3 separate regions of the Mus musculus genome follow, and all the other regions are linked to region 2. A link is a contact called in public Hi-C data. All regions are on one chromosome and are shown on one strand. Each heading gives the region's core, a stretch centred on a gene start, on an enhancer-like site or on the middle of the called end of the contact. The rest is flanking DNA. Distances are from core to core; before and after follow the strand shown. Region 1 has its middle 38 kb from the start of Gm38137. Region 2 has its middle 13 kb from the start of Raph1. Region 3 overlaps Cd28 (CD28 antigen).

What was found. Hi-C and Micro-C count contacts between places; a contact is called where the count stands out from the background.
Region 1: a contact with region 2 is called in a Hi-C map of bone marrow-derived macrophages, with 18 read pairs. The contact joins two enhancer-like sites. A contact is called at or near these places in 9 of 484 Hi-C or Micro-C datasets (the C2C12 cell line, CD4 T cells, CD8 T cells and 3 more), 3 of 115 datasets of contacts at active chromatin or transcription factors (embryonic fibroblasts, liver and trophoblast stem cells) and 1 of 9 other capture datasets (embryonic stem cells).
Region 3: a Hi-C map of bone marrow-derived macrophages shows a contact between it and region 2, with 25 read pairs. The contact joins two enhancer-like sites. A contact is called at or near these places in 1 of 39 promoter capture datasets (the C10 cell line), 4 of 484 Hi-C or Micro-C datasets (the HPC-5 cell line, bone marrow-derived macrophages, cortical neurons and 1 more), 3 of 115 datasets of contacts at active chromatin or transcription factors (double positive thymocytes, extraembryonic endoderm stem cells and trophoblast stem cells) and 1 of 9 other capture datasets (embryonic stem cells).

What each region holds. Positions count from the first base shown.
Region 1 is chr1:60,824,018-60,827,731 of GRCm38.p6, forward strand. No RefSeq gene overlaps it. Among named protein-coding and RNA genes, the nearest start is that of Gm38137, 38 kb to the right of the region's middle. Within about 2 kb of position 2,009, at least 94 of the 459 cell types and tissues checked have an H3K27ac peak or open chromatin away from gene starts, as enhancers often do. A contact at or near this core is called in bone marrow-derived macrophages, where this site is marked.
Region 2 is chr1:60,577,829-60,581,916 of GRCm38.p6, forward strand. No RefSeq gene overlaps it. Among named protein-coding and RNA genes, the nearest start is that of Raph1, 13 kb to the left of the region's middle. Within about 2 kb of position 2,258, at least 79 of the 459 cell types and tissues checked have an H3K27ac peak or open chromatin away from gene starts, as enhancers often do. A contact at or near this core is called in bone marrow-derived macrophages and double positive thymocytes, where this site is marked.
Region 3 is chr1:60,758,088-60,762,193 of GRCm38.p6, forward strand. All of the region lies in intron 1 of Cd28 (CD28 antigen), which reads left to right. Among named protein-coding and RNA genes, the nearest start is that of Cd28, 14 kb to the left of the region's middle. Within about 2 kb of position 1,709, at least 37 of the 459 cell types and tissues checked have an H3K27ac peak or open chromatin away from gene starts, as enhancers often do. A contact at or near this core is called in bone marrow-derived macrophages and double positive thymocytes, where this site is marked.

The sequences.
Region 1 (3,714 bases), core at 759-3,258, 250 kb after region 2:
AAGTTAACGGTGGGATAGTGGGATAGAAGTGTGCAAAAGCTGTGCCAAAATCTTCAGGCTTCAGAGATCTGCCTTGGCTGTTCTCTAGAAAGGTGGGCTCCTAGGCTTCTCTGGATTTGATAGGTCTTAAAAGGTGCCTAGAAAATATGCGTTTAGTTATCACCCCAACAATATTTACAATGGAGGTGGCTGCAGATGTGATTGTGAGAAACATAGGTGGGTTGACATGTGTGGACTCTGGGCAAGTGATGGACCAAGAGCTGTTCATCCCATAGGGTGACAGCTGGCGGGATCTTGTGGGCTACATGGGGCTGCAGCCCATCTGGAAGGGGAAGTATGGTGAGAATCAGAAACTGGTAGATGTCCTGTATATAGCAACTCATTTAAGTAAACCAGGAGCAACAGGAAGGAAGGGTTTCTCTTTTCAGCATTTTCAGTTAGATGCCTATTTAAAGACTCTGCCACAGTAGTGTTTCTCAACATTCCTAATGCCAAGACTCTAACACAGTTCTTCACGTTGTGGTGACCCCCAACTACAAGATTATTTTCATTGCTACTTCATAACTATAATTTGGCTACTGTTATGAATCATAATGTAAATATTTTTGGAGATAGAGGCTTGCCAAAGGGGTCGCTACCCACAGATTGAGAAATACTAGCTTAGAGCAAAAATGTCTCCCATGCCAGCAGCCAAATTACGTGAGCACCATGTTATGTCCAGAGTCCCAAGAATGTTAAGTGTCTCCTTAAATGGATTCATTTTTTTTTCTTTTGCTCACGGTTATGAAACACCAAGTTTTAAGTCCATGTCCCCATGAAAAGAGTTCATGCTTTGAAGTTCTTTCTAAATCTGAGAAATCTAAACACACCAACAGCCATCATAAACTGACCCTGCTGTCCTGGGGAGGGCACATGGGTGACAGGCAGGGAAGTGTGGGGCAAGATCAGAGACCTCCTTCTGTTTTTCTCATTGCCCTCACCACAGGCTGAGTCCAGTTTTCCAAACAGAAATCAAGCAAACAAACAAGAGTCCCACCTGGCTCTTTGGGTCAAAGAGCAGTTGACTTTGGGGCTAACCATTGTACTTCCCTGTTGGGGTAGGTGGGGATGGGACAAATCCATGACTGTACCTGAATCTAATTCAAGGAACATCGCAGTAAGGATCAGAAGCACGAGCCCCTGAAGGTCTGTGTAGGAGACTTCCAAGTCATGGGTCTTGCTTATTTATCTTTAAAGTTCTTACCATGGCACAGGATATCTATTTTGGGACAATTTTATAGAAAGTAGTAAAAAGATCTATTCTTCTGGATCCAGACCAACAAAAGGCTGGAAAAATGGCAAACAATATACAAGACTTCCTTCCCACCAATTTGGAAAGTTAAAAACCTTATCAGACATTTGTTTTGTCTTCACAACAAGAAACAATTGGACCATTTCCCCTCTTTCCTTATGTGGTTGATTAAACAGCTGCTTTAGGTCAACACTCTTATTTTTGATTATTTGTTGTTTAACGTTTGGCCAGGATAATACTATCAGTTCTAAGTGCTAAGAAGAAGTTCGAATCAACTAAAATATTTTGGTTGTGTTTTACTCAGGAGCCTTTCCTTTGCTTGTCTTTTAATCTCCTAAAAGCAAGCAGCCAAATCTTAGCTCATCCATTTTGGCAGAATAAAACAATTAATGGTTTAAAACACTTGGCACACATAAGACTTCAGAGACCTCACTCCAACATCAGCGCAGGACCTTGTTTATGTACTTTCTATAGGATGCGTAGCTTCATCCTGTGGAAGAATTTCCTTCATTTGGAATCCCCAGAGGCCTTTGGCAGATTTCCCTCTTCCTTTAAGTCTGTTTGCGTTTAAGAAACGATGCCAGGGAGAAAGATAACCATCTTTCCATTGCTTTGCGGCCACATGTGTTCTCTTGTGACTCTGGTTTGCTCTTCCTAAGTGATGCAGTGGGTTTAAGCACATCTTTAGATGCATAGTGAGTGGCCAAAATGGCATCCAGAGAGGCTGAGTCATCAGTGAGGAAGGAGCAGCTGGAAGCTGGCTAATGCATCATGTGGCCTTCCTTCACTGAACAAAGAGAATTATTTTGTAATGTATCTGCAGATGCTCGGATTCCAAGTGACTTAATGCATTTGTCTCGATGGAGTGTTTCAATCTGTCCTGGGATAGAGTGGAGAGAAAAAGACATGATTATTAAAGATAAGTTAGCAATTTGGATCCACTCCAAGGATTATTTTTCCTGAGAGTTATCCATTTTATATAACAATACAGGTTCAGCCTTTATGTCAGAAGGAAAGAGGTAGTGCTACAAAACTGACCATGCTGTGAGATTTTAAATTTGTGTTGAATCCTACAGCATGAATGTTGAAACTGGCATTCTTCAGGGTTATGCATTCTATTTTATTTTATTTTATTTTTTTTTAGGAAAGCAAGCTCCAATGTGGATTTCTAAAATAGAAGCAACTATTGTCATTTATTTATGACTACCAGGTTAAAACTTCCTTCAAAAATCTGGTTTCATGCAGGGCAACTAGCACAGATGACAAACATATGGGTAATGTCATGTTTAATCTAAAAATAATAGCAAGTATACATTGCTGAGTATTTTATGACCACGGATGAGTTGCTCAAGAAATAACTCTCATATTTAATAGTGAGAAAGTGGAGAGTCTCCATGAGCGTGCCAGAGCATGGAGAATATATATATATACATATACATACATATATATATATATATATATATATATATATATATATATATATATGTATATATATCTTAGCCTTTTCCTTCACTTAGTGGGAAAGTACCTTGAGGGATAAAGAAACACAGTGTCCAAGCATGCGGAGAAACTGAGAAAAGTGGAGAAGGTTATCCAGATTGAAATCTTATTTTGATTCAGAATCTCAGGGGAATCTCTTTGTGTGTCTCCCATCCTTTGCTCGACAGCCCAAAACCAGCAAGGGTACCAGGAAGAGCTGGTTCAGATGTTTGCTTTTACTTGCAGTTTCTTGGAAGTCAAGCCCAACATCATCCCTTCCATGTGATTATTAATGAACACATCACCCCACCTGCCCCCACCTTTCCTACTAGAGCAACTCCCTGAAAACATACACATTGCACTAGAGTTGGTGATTCAACAAATCAATCAGGATTCATTTATTAACTGCTCATAGAATGTCCTGTGTTAGGCAGTACAAAGGTCTCTTATGATTGTTTCCTGTGTAGAACCTGGACTTTGCACTCTTCAACAGAGTTCTGCTTGAGCCAGGCCAGTTCTCATGTGAAGAGTGAGCAATCCTACCTGCAATATCCTTCCCATACTTTTCTGACAGTCTCCATCCTTCAATCACAGCTCAAAATTCAGTTCTTTCCAAAAAGCCTTTAGGGGTTTTGTTTTGTTTTGTTTTGTTTTTCTAAAAAACCTTAGGGTTTCTGCTGCTGTGATAAACCACTATGACCAAAGTAGCCCAGAGAAGAAAAAGTTTATTTCATCGTACAGCATGTAGTCCATCATCCAAGGAAGTCAGGTAGGAACTCAAGGTGGGAGCCTGTGGTAGAAGTTGGTCCAGAGGCCACGAAGGGATGCTGCTTACTGTCTTGCTTTTTATAGCTTGCTCAGCCTGCTTTCTTTTAGCACCAGGACCATCGACCCAGGATGACACTGCCCATGATGAGCTGGGCCCTCTCACCTCAATAGTCAGT
Region 2 (4,088 bases), core at 1,008-3,507:
TTTCTTCAACTAAAGGAAAGGATTATTTCAAACACATACAGGGATAAATTAGAAAACCTTTGATCACCATTGCATACACTAGCAAGCATTTGGTGCAAGGACCGTGATATAGCCGTCTCTTGTGAGACTAGGCCGGGGCCTAACAAACACAGAAGTGGATGCTCACAGTCAACTATTGGATGGATCACAGGGCCCCCAATGGAGGAGCTAGAGAAAGTATCCAAGGAGCTAAAGAGATCTGCAACCCTGTAGGTGCAACATTATGAACTAACCAGTACCCCGGAGCTCTTGACTCTAGCTGCATATGTATCAAAAGATGGCCTAGTCGGCCATCACTGGAAAGAGAGGCCCACTGGACAGGCAAACTTTATATGCTCCAGTACAGGGGAACGCCAGGGCCAAAAAATGGGAATGGGTGGGTAGGGGAGTGGGGTGGGGGGAGGGTGTAGGAGGCTTTTGGGATAGCATTGGAAATGTAATTGAGGAAAATACGTAATAAAAATATTTATTGTTAAAAAAAGAAAACCTTTGATTTATTAATATGCTTTCCTCCAAGGGGGGAAAAACGATATGCTCAAATATAACCCTTTTCTGTCTTCGATATCACACCTGCTTCTTTTCTATCAAGAGGGAGTGTAAATGTTCAGCCCATAGCAGATATCAAAAGCTAAACCACAAAAATGATTTAGAAACAAAACAAATAACCCCCAAGATGTAACAATATTCTGTGCCTAGACATTGATGCTTTTTCTCAGAAGTTCTAATGCAAGCATCATGGCTTATGCACTTCAAGCCAATACTGGGGAGAACACCAAACTGTGCTCTGGAAGTAACGGCAAATACTTGTGGAAATTTCTCCTCTTCCTTTTCTGCCTCTCTTTCTGCAGTAACTTTTCAGTATCCATTTAGGCTTTAATTTGGAGGAGAGATGCTGTGTTGGCAATAATACTGGATCATGCTGGATCAGGGTTAATATTTCCATTCACTGTTCTTGTCTTTATACTATCTTGTAGAACTCAAATAGTGGGTTTACTAAGGCACCAGGAAGAATATATTCTTTCAAAGCTTTTTATCTTACAGACTTTACAACCTACAGCAGAAGTTGGAAACTGGATATTATTAAAGCCATGGGGAAGCACTGTACATGAGCCCATGATAGGAAAGGCACACAGGCAATGGTGGTTTCTGTGAGCCTGGGAATGAATGAGTGAGGGATGAAATGACCACTCGTTTGAATGGGGCATCCAGAGGAATGGTATAGGATTGCATAGTTAAATGTACAGTGGTGTACTGAGGGCATTGTATGTGTTCCAAAGTCATTCTCAAATATCCTAACGTATGCTTCACCACAGGGGAAATTAAAAACAAAACAAAACAAATATCCCAAATAAACAACAACCAGATTTTTAAAAAAGAAAATACTTTCAGTTGTTGGTGAGAAGTTTTTTCTCATCTAGAAAAGAAGTCTTCTCTCCCTGTGATTTCAAACACCTGCATTCATTTGTTCTGGCTATCTTAATTCTCCAGTTCTCCTGTGTGGAATAAAACAAACAAACAAACAAACAAAAAACAAACAAAAGCAAAACCCCAAACTCAAAACTCCCTTTGTTTGGGTTTTTGGAGTTAATTTAATTTTAACTGAGTCCCCCATTCTTTGGGAGCAGAGATAACCAACTTTGGTCACCATTGGAGTTTTCCTCCCTTTTCCCTTATCTCCCTTGCTAAACAAGCTCACAACCATATACAGCCACTTGCCCTTCCACCATCAGCCCCAGAGGGGTTCCCAGGAAGTACTCACTGCCTGACTCCTCTCAATCTGTGGGTCATGACAGCTTTAAGGAGAGAGGTTCTTTCACAGGGGTTGCCTAAGACTGTCAGAAAACAAGCTATATACATTATAATGCATAACAGTAGCAACATTACAGTTATGAAGTAGCAATGAAAGTAATTTTATGGTTGGAGGTCGCTGTTGTATAAAGGGTGACAGCATTAGAACGTCGATGCTTTTACAGCAGCCTATGGACAGGCATCTCAGTGAGCTAGAATTGCTTAGATGTCTCTGGGGAGGCAGTAGAGAGAAATGGAAGCCACAGAAGGGCAGGGCTCTGCAGTCTCTTAACTTTCTATGGACCCACCTTCCTCCCTGGAAGCAAGCTCAGTTCCCCTTTCCCTCTACCAAGTCCAGCATAGGCTTTTCTGTGGGTTTAGGAGGTTGAAAATACAAACCCAGAAGAGAAGTATCTTGCAGGAAACTTCTGCTTTCTTCCTTGTGACACACTCCCAGAGGCAAAGAAGCACAAAGGGACTTCAGCCTCTGGGTATGGACCCGGAAGAGGAAGGCATAAATACCAACAATCTTCACAACTTAGCTGAGTTAACAGGAAATATGCTTTGCCTGAAGGCTTAAGGGCAAAGAGTTGATCAGCAAATTGCTCAGTATCCACCCTTCCTTACAAAACTCTAAAAAGTTAGCTTTGAGCACCTACAATCTGGGTCAGTTGATAGAGTTAGACATTTTCAATAGTTGCCAGTTGTGGCTCATTTCTATGATATCAACACTGGAAAATCTGAGGCAGGTGGATCGCTGTTAGTTTGAAGCCAGTCTGAGCTATGTAGTGAGGTCCAGGACAGCCTGGGCTACAATGTGAGACTCTATTTCAGAGAAAGAGCGAGAGAGTGAGAGAGAGAGAGAGACAGAGACAGAGAGAGAGAGAGAGACAGAGACAGACAGAGAAAGAGACACACACACAGAGACAGAGATAGAGACAGAGAGAGAAGACAGAGGCAGAGAGAGAGACAGAGAGAGAAGACAGAGACAGAGTGACAGAGACAGACAGAGGGAGACAGAGATAGGCAGACAGAGACACAAAGAAAGACACAGACAGACAGACAGACACACACACACACACAGAGAAGGTGGGGATAAATTCCATTCGTGACTGTTGGTGGAAAAGCTAAACTGTTTATTCCAAAATATGACTCAGCCAAGTTACAACCAGTTTTATTATAAGAAGGATATAAGACAGTTTGTAGTAAATCTACTCACATACATTTGTCTAACTTGCACTTTCTGATTGTCTTTATTCCTAAAATAATTCAGCACGGAGCAAGGGAAAACAGTACCACAAGCTTTACCAGTGCCCATTTACAGCTGTTGCAATAGCCTTTGCTCCGCAACTACTGTTTTCCATTTCCTAGATGCTCGCGTGCCTACAAAGGGAGATGGAGGAGCGTCCATTTTCTCAGGAGACTTTCTCAGTCTCTGCCCCTCTGCTCCAGTTTTGGCTGTGTAGTAGAAGTTGTAATTAGAATAGCATGGAAGCGTAGGACCATATGTATGTGTATGCTGCAAAGCTTCTTGACAGTCGCCGTGACAACTGAGAAGGTGCAGAAGCTCTGCATGCATCTTTAGGCATCTTCATCTGAACAGCCATCACATAGAGTGCGTGCAAAACCTTTTTACTAAGCAAAAGGTTTTCTTTTTTTTTTTTCTTAACAATTTTTGGCACTTTAATGCTTTTTATTTATGTAACAAAATGGTTTTCCTTTAGATATTGTTCCAAGAGACGATGCCCTTTAGCTAAATATCAGTCTGCATTTAAACTATCATGGCTCTTTAGTTAGGTGGCAGTTCCTTAAAGTTATTCTCAAGAAGACAGGTGCATTTGCTGTCAATTATCCATGTCTATCTATAGATCATGGCTCACAGAATCAGGGACACTGGAGCTACACGAAAGGGTGGCTAACTAAAGATTATTACTCTCTGTGTGACGTGAGTAAGTGTGTTTGATTCTTCTCCAAGGCTCCAAGAAACAAGAGAAGGATTTTATCCTCCAGTCTTCTCTAAGCAGCATAGCAACAGAAGACAACTGAAGAACATATTAGTGAGAATTTTTATCACATAGAAATGTGTGTTCCCAGTACCACACAGAACAAAGAGTTATAGATTGTTCCCTCTAAATTTTTGGTTTTGTACAATCTTCTCATTTAAAGCCACATCTATCAGGTACATATTTTCATTCATTCATAAAAACATTTATTGAAGTCTTACCATGCATTGATATACTCAAGGAACATAAGAATAAATT
Region 3 (4,106 bases), core at 459-2,958, 180 kb after region 2:
ATCACCTTAGAGATGATTTTCCAGTGCACCTGTACAGAGGTTGGTTTGGTTCCTAAGCATAGTAATTGACCCACTTAGAATTGATGAGAAGGAAAGAAGTTGTTTTTGTAACTATTGCATTCCCTTGGAAACACAATCAATTGTCAACCTTCTAGAAGCCAGTTCTACCACAAGTTTCACAGACTATTGGTGGGAACTCTGGCTCTCACAGCCTTGCCCTGGGCTGCAGATAAGTGCTTTCTCACCTCTGCCCTTAGTCTTCATGTCACCTGGTATAGAGCCTATTTGTGAGGAAAAGAGTCTTGAGGTTACTGCTTCCTGTCTCCACAGCTTTGGCTTGTTTAGCTGCTAGGAGAGGCTTTGAAAAGCAAAGCACAAATTCACCATCAAAACAACCTGATGATTGGTAGACATGCCAGCCAAGGCAGTCTTTTACTGTGTTGAGTGAATGCAGTTGGGAGAGTAACGCTGTTTCTTGTGGGTGTAGCCTAGGTAAACCACTCACAAGAAGGAAAACAGAATCAAATATTTGCAGAGGGAAAGAAAGATAGTTCCTAGCATGGTTTAGAAAACAACACATCTTCAAACAGAAGTCCATAGAGGAAAGCTAAATGTATCTCTAGTTCCTTCCAAGTCGGTGCTTCTCAACCTCACTAATGTGGTGACCCTTTAGTACATTTCCTCATGTTGTGGTGACCCCAGCCATCAAATTATTTTGTTGCTATATCATAACTGTAATTTTGCTACTCTTATGAATCACAATGTAAATATCTGTGATGCAGGATATGTGATATTTTACCCTCAAGGTGGTCATAACTCACAGGTTGAGAACCACTGGTCTAAGTCTAGGTATGTCCTTAAATTTTATAATATTCCCTTAAATTATTTGAAATACCACAGATCCCCAGAAACTCCAAAAAACAAACCAAAATACATAGCCAAGCTGACCATTGTCATGTGCTTCAGTTCATCTGTATCTTTGTGCTGTACTGCTGTAGGGTGGAGATGGATCTCTTCACGCATGCTCCATTTTTAAGGGAAATTAAAAGGAGCTAGTAGTATCATACGTATTAGAAACCACAGTGAGTACACATGGTCAATACCATTTAGGACAACTGTAATCTTTCTTTCATACCTAAAGAAACCTATTTTATTTCGTGTGTCTCCAGAGAAGATGTCGATTCTGAGGTCCTGTCAGGTAGCTTCTCACGGGGAATAAATTAAGGTGGGACTGAAATCTAGAAATTGTATTAACATTTAAAAAGAGGTCTTATCAGCTCAAATCCTAAGCTAGGAAGCTGTTAGCCACATATCAGCACAATACAAGAAATTACCTTGACTATAGCATCTCTCTTTAAGCATCAGCTAATCTAAAAATTATCTGTCGACACAGAAGAGAGAAATGTGAGCACCGACGGATAAACTGCCCATCTCCTTTTCACAGTTTTCAAACTCTTCCCAGCAAAAGCTGGCACAGTCACTGAATGAGGCATTTCCCCTTTCCTTGGTCTGTGCTTGATCTCCAGCACAATGGCAGCCAACACACAGCCTTGACACAGGGGCTGTGCAGTTCTCATTGAGAGCATGCTTGGTTTGTAACGCTGAGGTCAAATGGGCTTGGGAGAAATCAGACAACCTCAGTCATGCTGAGGCTTGAGCTCAGAGGCCTCGTGCTGGGAAGAAGAAGAAAAGCTACCTTTGAGTTCTCATATTACTCCTTGTGAAGAAAGACCGTTTCAGAGAATGACTGCAGTCTCTTCCTCTGAAAGTTTCCATCCTGTGTCCCGACCCCTGATGCTGAAAACATGTCTTCGTTATACCCAGATGTCCACACTTGACTTAGTTTTTGGATCTGTCTATTCTGGTAATGAAGTAGAAATGAGTAAAAAGAAAAATACCTTCTTGTTTCTTACCCTGTTTGGCTGAGGAAGTCATTTTAAATGCTTCCTTTTCTCTTTAACCACACCTAAATCACTGTCAAGTTGGGTAAGCATTAGCCTGTAAACATTGCTCACTTCATCCACTACTTCTAAGCCAGTGTAGTCTCTCACCTCTCACCTCTGATGAATCTTGCCCACTCTCCATGCCCTCATCCTTGTACCTTCCATAATACTGCTTCCACTTTGGTTAGCGTGATCTACAGAAATGAAAAGCTGTGAGCACCTGCTTTTCGGCTTAAGAGCCTTCACTTGGTCTCTATCACTGGCAGGAGATCTTGGTAAACATTTGTCAATCAATGTAGGCATCATCCTTTATCCCACAGACTAGCAGTCTTCATGTCTAGGAAATCAACTGGTCCCACAACCTGCAGACTGTTGTCTACTGGATCAAAACTATATATATATATATTTTTTTTTTTTTTCTTCCTTACTAGACTGGGAACTGCCCAAGGAATTCATGTGTAGGAAATCTGTTTTCCTTCTCACATGTGTCTTGGGAAGATGTCATCTGCTGAATCAGACAGGGATTACTAAAAGAACATTGGAGTTTGGATGTTGGAGCTTGTCCTATCCCTCTAGCTCCTCCCTACCCCTACACAGATGTTCACAGTAGCATTGCTCATAACAGGCAAAAAAATGTTGAGTGTAAAAACAAAATGTACTACAGCTGCACAACAGAATAGTCATAAACTGGAGTTCTGATACTTTATCACATCACACACGAAACTTGAAAATAGCTATGTGAAAGACGCCAGATACAAAACGACACACATACTGTGATTTCAAACATAGGATATGTCCTGAATGGGCAAGTAGAGACAAGAAGTAGAGGAGTGGTTGCCAGGGGCTGGAGGGAGAGCATGACGGGAACTGATGGCTCCTGCGATGGACGTTTCCTTTTCGTGTAATGAAAATGTTTTACAGAAATGGTGGTCCACTCACAACTCCCATTGTATTAAAAAAAATCCCTTAATCGTGTTTTTAACAAGAAGAACTTTATGATACGTGAATTACATTTCAGTAAAGTTATTTCAACCCAAATATCAACACTAACCACATCTTAACTTATATCAAATATATCAGAATTTCTGAGAGTAAGAGGTTGTGGATATGCGTTTTCTTTTTAAGTTCTATATGTATTGAAATACTGATAATTATATAGATGATAAAAGTTAGTAGAGATTTAATTCTGTGTACTCACCTTCTACCCAAAGCAAAAAAGAAGAAATACAGGAAGGAAGAAAGGAAAAACAAACTCAAACAAACAAACAAACAAACAAACAGAAACCAAAACCAAAACACCTGTGTACATGGATTCAATCCCAGGTTAAATGATAAATTTCATTTTTAACAACTTCGGAGTCTAACTGGCTCTTGGGTGTGGTACAAATAACCTTTTAAAAATTAGAACTAGCAGGCTGAAGAGATTGCTCGACAATTAGAGGACAGCCTCACAACAAGAACTATAAATAGGTAGCTCTTAGCATGCTTCCCCAGTAAAAATTGATTTTAATTTTATTTATTTATTTTTAAAAATTTCTTCACAGACAGCAATTTGTTTACTACTGAAAAATTCAGGTCATGTCTGAGAAAGAGGATGCCTACATCCTATCCGTCTTTGATCTATGATGTTGACTCTCTGTGCCTAAGCGGTCAGCTATTTAGGTGGTGTAGCCTTTGGTTTCAGTTCTGATTTTGTTCACCATTTGCTCAATGTCTGTAGATGAACCATTCATGTTTCTAGACCTCATTCAGTCATCTTTTTCTTTTTAAACAAATGTACAGGGACGGTGTCCCACACTTTTAATCCCAACACTCAGGAGGCAAAGGCAGGTGAATTAGTGAGTTATAGGCCAGCCTGGTCTATGTAGTAGACAGCCAGTGAATACCTGTTTCTGTTTCTGTTTTGTTTTGTTTGTTTAGAAAAAAAAAAGAGAGTCAAAGACATGGTAGGCACCTGTTACCAAGCCTGACCTGTGGGTGGAGGGAAAGAACCAATCCTACAACTTGACCTCTGACCTCCATTTGCATGCATGTTCTCTCTCTCTCTCTCTCTCTCTCTCTCTCTCTCTCTCTCTCTCACACACACACATTTAAAATGTAATACTTTCTTTTAAAAAAGGAGTGTACTTCTGTATTTCTGTGTTCTGGAAATGGGGGTGCATT